2 separate regions of the Oryctolagus cuniculus genome follow, and region 1 is linked to region 2. A link is a contact called in public Micro-C data. All regions are on one chromosome and are shown on one strand. The core of a region is the stretch at or near the end of the contact, and the rest is flanking DNA. Distances in the headings are between cores, read along the strand shown.

The links. Hi-C and Micro-C count contacts between places; a contact is called where the count stands out from the background.
Region 1: a contact with region 2 is called in a Micro-C map of ear pinna, with 3 times the contacts expected there. The contact joins the promoter of TMEM59 here to the promoter of SSBP3 in region 2. A contact is called at or near these places in 2 of 6 Hi-C or Micro-C datasets (ear pinna and skin fibroblasts).

The regions. Positions count from the first base shown.
Region 1 is chr7:118,945,922-118,949,588 of mOryCun1.1, forward strand. It overlaps TMEM59 (transmembrane protein 59), which reads left to right and starts at 1,768. Exons shown (of 8, transcript XM_008265217.4): 1 at 1,768-2,151. The coding sequence starts at 1,768. It overlaps TCEANC2 (transcription elongation factor A N-terminal and central domain containing 2), which reads right to left and starts at 2,546. Exons shown (of 6, transcript XR_011390696.1): 1 at 2,320-2,546; 2 at 776-919.
Region 2 is chr7:118,630,478-118,634,229 of mOryCun1.1, forward strand. SSBP3 (single stranded DNA binding protein 3) reads left to right here and starts at 2,161. Exons shown (of 16, transcript XM_017346276.3): 1 at 2,161-2,349; 2 at 3,210-3,282; 3 at 3,491-3,552. The coding sequence starts at 2,294.

The DNA.
Region 1 (3,667 bases), core at 518-3,017, 320 kb after region 2:
AGGAAGACCTTTCTCTCTGTCTCTCTCTCTCACTGTCCACTCTGCCTGTCAAAAAAGAAAAAAAAAAAGTCATCAGCATAGAAAGCCTTGAAATGGGTGAGGTCACTCTGACCAAACATAAAAGCAATACACAGCTCTGGGGACATAAACATTCAGAATCTAATGGAAAAAGAGGAACCAATAAAGGAAATTGAAAAGAAAAAGTCAGAAATGTAGGCAGAGAGGTTCAAGATGACATAATGAACTAATGATAAGCTCTGCTTGTTTTAAAAATAATGACCACTTATCAGTACCTACCTTCATTGACTTATTGAATGTATTCTTTGTTTCTTCCTTGCTAACACAAATCAGAATTGAATTTGAGGTAGGCAAGGATCCATTAAGTCTCTTTCCCAGTCTCAGCTGTGGCTGTGGAGGCCATGTGATCCATCCTCACCAGTAAGATGAGTGTGGTTGGGCACCCCCTCTCACGCCTGACTGAGCTTCTATAGGGCATAGAGAATCCTATTTGGTAGGTACTCTAACATTCCTAACAGAAAAGAGAATTTTTCAAAATAACTAAGGGAGCTTGTCCTACCAGCTGGCGAGCATAGCATCAAGTCCAGCAATTAGAAGAGCCTTAAGAGGCACAGGAAGTGATACCCGGAAGTCTGTATGGGGTTGGAGGGAAACTACAGAGCGGGCTGGTACACTCTGGGGAGTGGTTACAGCTTGAAACAGTCCATAAGAGAACCCCTCGAAGCCTCCCTGCTACACAGTCCCACACCCCTCTCACCTTCAGAGATTCAATCGTGGCCTGCCTGTAAGTCTTCCTTCCAGCATCTTTCTTCCGAGGGCTACTCTGGACTCTGGGCGTTCGAATGACGAATTTATCCATGGCCAGGGGACTTCCACTACCTTCACGTGCTTGCAGCGTGTTCTGCGAGAGAGAGAGAGAGAGAGAGAGAGATGCTAAAGCTTCCCCGAGACTGCTGGGATGTGTGTTCCCCAGAGCGACACGGCTGGGGTCTTGGGGAGCACTTCTGGATTACGGGAGCCCTTGGGTGGGACTGCCAGGAAGGCTGCTCCTGGAAAAGCAAGCTCGTGCCGAGAAATCAACCTGGGCACAGTGATCGGTCTACTTCCTGAGCTGGGGGGGGGGGGGGGAGTTCCTGGCTTCCAGGGGTGCACACCATGGAGGGCGGTCCGACATCGCGCCGGGCGCTCAGCCTGCAGACTTCGAAACCCTCTTCCGACCAGGACTGGGCCGGTTAGGGATCCACTGGGCTCAGCGAAGCCCGCCTCACCACCGCCCATCACAGCCGCGGGCCCAAGGATTGCCTTGACAACCAGCACTAAAGACTACCGCTCCTCAGCAGGGACCATCCCCAGGAGCACCTGCCCGGCGCTCCCAGGACGCTAACCACGACGGTCACGCTCTGGACCCTCGAGCGAGACCAAACGGGCACCCGACACGGGTGTGACAGGAGACCCACCAGGGAGAACAGCCTTTGCAGCAGCAACAGCAGCAGGGCCTCCTCAGAGCGCACCCTCTGGGCCCCCAAGGCTGGGTCCGAACGCTGGAACCGAACCGATGCCCCTCGCCCCGACCACGGGTCCACAGAAGCGGCTCCCGGGACGGCGCGCTCGGGGACCCCGCCGGCTCCCGCCCCGGCATGCACTGCGAAGGGAGCGCGCGGCCGTGGTTTCCCGAGAGCGCGCGCCGCCGCCGAGAACTACCCGCCCCAGCCTGCCCCAGAAGGCGCGCCGGCCGCGCTAACACTCGCGATGGTTGTCGCCGCCTCCGCACTCCTGCCTACGAGTTCGTGGACACCGAGGGGGAGCAAGAGGCTGCGGCTCCGGCGGAGGCGGAAGCGGAAGCAGCGGGCGGCGGGGCGGGGAAGGGGGCCGGCCCCGGAAGGAGGAGGAAACCCTGAAAAGAAAACAGCAACAAGCCGAGCTGCCGTGACAGAGGGGGACAAAATGGCGGCGCCGAAGGGGACCCTCTGGGTCAGGGCCCAACGGGGGCTCCCGTCGCTGCTGCTGCTCACGATGGCCCTGGCCGGGGGCTCGGGCACCGCTTCGGCTGAGGCGTTTGACTCGGTTTTGGGCGACACGGCGTCTTGCCACCGGGCCTGTCAGTTGACCTACCCACTGCACACCTACCCCAAGGTAGGGCCGGTCCGAACCGGGCTACGACCCTTCCTGGCTCCCCCACCCCTGCGTGGGCTCTGGGACTCTGGCGGTTGAGCGCGCCCCTGTTATAACCGCTGCCTCCCGCCGGGGTGGCTTCTGCCTCCCTCCCTAAGCCTGCCTGCACCCCGTCCCTGCCGGAATCACCGGAAGTTTGTGCTGCACCAGGCTGGGGGGACACAAAGATGGGACAGACCGGGTCGCGTTCGCGTGGGAGCCCGCCGGGTCCTCGCGGGCGGGAGGCAGGCGCGTAGCCGCTGCGTTGCTGCGCCAGGCCGGGGGAGGCATTCCACGTAGCCGCCCCCGGGCTCAGCGGCGCGTCGTAGGGCTCTCCCGTTGTGCACTTGCTGTGTGCGGGAGACGCCGCGCCCGGGGGGACGCAGAAACTTGGCGCTCTGTGCGGCTGGCGGGGAACCCCTGGAGGCCGACGGGAGGCCGCCTTCCTAGGGCTTCCCAGCTCGGAGAGGGGGTGACGGGGTCGCCCCCGGCCCGGGCTGCTGCCTCTTACAATTCCACTCCCCCTCCTCCAGGCGCTCTTTCAGCTTCTTAAGAACAGTGTTTACTCAAGATTTTAAATTGCTTGGTGTCTCTCCCCACACCTTCGCCATATATAATTTGGGTGCACACACCCTACGGGTTATAAAAGCTTCTGCTGATGTTGCTGGGTTTTTTTCTTCTTGTCCCTGACACACACACACACACACACACACACTCTCTCTCTGTGGGTTATAAAAGCTTTTGCTGGTGTTCTTGGTTTTGTTTTTTTTTTCTCCTCCTCTCTCTCTCTCTCTCTCTCTCTCTCTCACACACACACACACACACACACATATACACATGCACGCTGTGGGTTATAAAAGCTTTTGCGGGTGTTGCTGGGTTTTTTCCTCCTTGTGCCTTCGTCTTCTGTAAGTTGTTTGCTTACCCATTGTGGCTGGCCTCTCTGCCCTCAAACTACAAAGTGAAGTTGAGGATGTTGCGTGGTGGCAAGTGCTTTCAGGTCCTCCAAATGAAAAGTGCTCAGTGCTGTCACTTCCCGTGCTGTACTTATTGCCAGTTTTCTCATTGCCTGAGGCTTATATCTACCTTCAAGGAAAAAGAGTGGGGGGATTATCCTAAATCATTATGTCAATCAAAATAAGAAGTTGTAACTTCCAGATTGAATATTGCCCCTTTCTTTGATAAACTTAACATCATTAAGAGGATTGTATGAGGAAACTTATTAATATTGATTTGATCTAGAATTGGGCTGAGACTTTATTTTGTATTGTTCTAACGTGTTTCCTTTTTTAAGATGTTTTTCCTAGCAAATTTGTAATATGAACCAGAATGCTGGGAGAACAACGAAATTATTTGAAAGGCTATACATTCCTGGAATCTTTTGATACTTTTTATAATATCTGTTGTTTTCTTTTTGGGAAAAAAAAGATTTATTTATTTGAGAGGCAGAGTTACAGAGAGAGGAAGACATAGAGCAGTCCATCCGGGGACACAGAGC
Region 2 (3,752 bases), core at 911-3,410:
AGGTACCTTAAGTTAGCCCTATTAAATCAAACCGCCTAGGGGAAAAATAACTGTAATTATTTCCTTCTCTCCCCTATCGTTGTATTTCAATTCCCTTCTAACCTCCGTGCTTCCTCCATTCACAAAACAGGCTTTAAAGCAGGGCCTGACAGACACCCCTAGGCTAGCGCTCTGGGTGTGCGTTCTCTGCCCCTTCTCCCTGAGCTCTGGGTCCCCTGGAGAGCAGAGTGAGCCCAGACGGTTGGTTGGTCGCAGGGCCTGGCTGTGTTCTAATTCAGGGAGGCTGTTACACGGAGGAGAGCATTATTCCAAAACTGCAGCCAGTCTCCTTCCTGAACCTATGCAGATCCGTTTGCTGCCGGGAATTTCTTTTAAAAGCCCCTTTTCTCTCTACTACAGAGCAAAATAAGCAAACTTTAATGGTAGGGAATTATTGTTTATTTTGTTGAAATCTAGTTCTGAGTTTTCCTACTTGAAACGTGTTTTCCCCAGGACACTGACCTATCCTTTAATTGTTTGGTGCGAGGCATGTTAGGGGGAGGGGCGTTACTTGTTTATTGGAACAGCGCAGTTAAAAAAAAAAAAATCAACCTAGGCTAACAGTTTCAAGGCTCCCCTAAAGATGTATCCAAACAGGCAGCCAATCAGCGCTTACACAGCTTTTTCTGCTTGACTCTTTTAAAGAGACAGTGCCGACAGTGTTTTATCACATTTAAAGAGAACCGCGCTCTAAAAACAGTCTGAAAATGGGGGAGCCTTCCCTTATTCCGCTGGTTTCAGGTTTTGAGAGTCTCCAATGAGAGGCACACAGCGTGTTTTCAGCGTGGACAGGAACAGAGTCAGCAGCAAATAGCTGGGTCACTCTACCAGCACCCCCCCTCAAATTTCCCATTGTACACCTGGGTCACTGACAATGGAAGCCTCCCTTCCCCCCACGCCTGGCTCTCGGCCCCCCGACTCCCCAATTTAGTTCCATTTATCTGAAGTTTGCGGGTACCTATGGCGCGCATTTCGCGTTGTGGGGTGCCCAGGTGACGCCCCCCGCCACCCCCGAATGGCCCCCTTTTTCCCGTGGAGAATCCGAGGGGCTAACTTGCCAGGGTTGGCAAGCCTTGGAAATTTGGGGGAGGAACCACTCTTCCCCCCCTCTGAGCCTAAGTCCCCAATCCCCTCCCTCCGGCTCCCCGAAGCTCGCCGAGGGCCATTTTCGCGCGGCTCCACTTTGGGGTTTTCCAAAGTATTTTAATGATCTAGTAAAGGAGCAGCCGCGCGCCTCGGCGCCGGCTCCAGCAGCTCAGCTCTCAGCGTGCAGCCCCGCGCCCCGCGCTCGGAAGCCAGACTGGGCGAGAGGGAGGACCGGGGGCGGGGCGGGCGGGGGCCGGGCCGGAGTCTGGGGAGGGGGTCGGGGTCGGAGCCCAGGCGGCGGGCAGCCGAGGGGGAGGACGAGATAAGGGCTGGGCTGGCGCGGGCCGCGGCGGGGGAGGAGAGGGGCAGATAAGGCAGGGGGACGTGGCGGGAGGGAGCGAGCCGCGCGCGGCTTGGGGGTCTGCGCCCCCTCCCCTCGGACGCCTCCGCAGCGCCCCCTGCCCCTCCACCCTCAGCGGTCCACGCCGCGGGAGTGCTGGTCGGGTCCCCGTCTTCTTGGGGGCCTGGAGCTCTCCCATCCCGATTCGGGTCGCCACCCCTCCCCAATCCGCAGTGAAGAGGGGCTCGCGCCCGCGGCCACCCCCCGGTCCACCCGCAGGAGCAGGGCAGCGGGGACTGCCGCGGCCGGGCGCTGACAGGGGCGTCCCTGCCGGGCCCGCCCCCGCGCGCGCCGATTGGCCGGGGCGGCCATCAATCGCGGACGTTGACGCCCGCCTCGCTCGCTCGCCCGGGTAGCCACGTTCGGTTGAGCTCCAAGTAGACCAGCGGCAGCGGCGGCGGCAGCAGCGGTGCCGGAGGCGCAGAGGGCGGCGCAGGCGGAGCCGGGCGGGCGCGCGAGCGAGCGAGCGGGCGAGCGAGCGGGCAGCCGTGCGGGCGGCGGCGGCGGCGGCGGCGGCGGCACCCGAGGCCGAGCCGGCGCGGGAGGAGTTCCAGGGCGATGGGGCCGCGGCCGGGGCTGACGCTTTGACAGCTGGAAAGAGCGCGGAGCCAGCGCCTGGGGGGGAGGGAGGGGAGCGCGGCGAGGAGAGCGCGAGCGAGTGAGCGAGCGCCGGGGAGGGGGCCGGGAGCGTGGGGCAGCTCGGGAGCGCCGGAGCGGTAGCGGCGGCGGCGGCGGCGGCGGGGCTCGGCGCCCTCTTCTCTGCAAACCATGTTTGCCAAAGGCAAAGGCTCGGCGGTGCCCTCGGACGGGCAGGCTCGGGAAAAGTAAGCCTATTTTGCAAGTGGCGGCTGTGCCGCCGCCGGGCTGAGGGCGGGCGGGCGTGCGGGCGGTACGAGGCAGGTGGGCGGGCGGGGGCCGGGCTGCTGCGCCCTCCGGCCCCGGGCCCCGGGCCCCGCGCCTCCTGCCTGGCCCCTTCCCCGAGGCCGCGGCGGGGCGGAGTGGGAGCGCCCATTGTTGGGAGCCGGCGGAGGCTGGGGCGGCGGGGGAGCCGCCGGGGAGGGGGCACTTGGTGGCCGCGTGGAGGGGTGGGCGAGGTCCCGCGCGAGAGCCCGGGCGCCCGCCGCGGCGGCCGCACTTTGCCCACCCGGCGCGGGCAGGGGGGCGCGTGGCTTCTGCAGCCCCACTGGCTCCTTTTGTCCGCCCGCGGCGTGAGGAGTGCGTGCCGGGGGCTTTGTTCGGCCGGGAGCGCTCTTCCCTTTCCCTGTCCTTGGCCTCGGCGCCGGGCTGGGCAGGGACGGCGGCGCCGGCTTGGCCCCAGGCTCGGGGGACAGTTGTTTGGGGGCGGTGGCGAGGGTGGCGCTTTGCTGCCCTCTCCAGAGCGCGCCGAGTCTCCGTGGACCCCCGAAGCTTGGGTAGCGCGGCGGCCGTGGGGTCGGGTGGCTCGCGACTTTGAGAGACCCAGGTGGGTCTGGCCCTCACACCTCTTGGAAGTTCAGGTTGGGGGCTGCTTGGCGGCTCCACGACTGGAGTGGACGCGTCCCTGGGTAGCCACCGCGAGCCGTGGGCACCCTGCAGCCCGGCCTGCGGTCGGGGCCCACAATGGGACGGGGCTGGCGGGGCTGGGAGCCAGCGCCCGGTGTGGTCTGACGCCTTCCGTCTCTCTCTGCCTCTGCCGGCTCTGCAGGTTAGCTTTATACGTCTACGAGTATTTGCTGCACGTCGGAGCACAGAAGTCTGCACAGACCTTCTTATCGGAGGTGAGTGGGGCTCCCCCCCCAGCGCCCAATTTCCTGACACCCCCCCTCCCCACTCTCCTGGAGCCTTTGTTTTCGGGAGCTGCCACTGTGGCCACCATTTTGAATTTTTATCACCTTTTGGCATTTATTGTTAGTTGGTCTTCACAGCCTTTTGGCCCGGCCCCATGCTCTTGGCTTCTCTAAGCTGCCTCTGCTCTCTGCTTTGCAGATTCGATGGGAAAAAAACATCACTTTGGGAGAACCGCCGGGGTTTTTGCACTCGTGGTGGTGGTAAGTTTGTGTGATAGTTGTGTGAGTGTGTGTGTTTTGTTCTGAGCCATGAGTCCAAGGGAACAAAGAGGGGAGGCCCCTCTGCTCCTTGCCCCCCCCCCCCTGCTTTGCCCGGAGCTAGGCAGCACTGGACCCTCAGACCAGGGCTGCTAAGCAGAATGGGCAGAAGCGGCTGCTGCCTAAAGTTCTTTCTTTCTCTT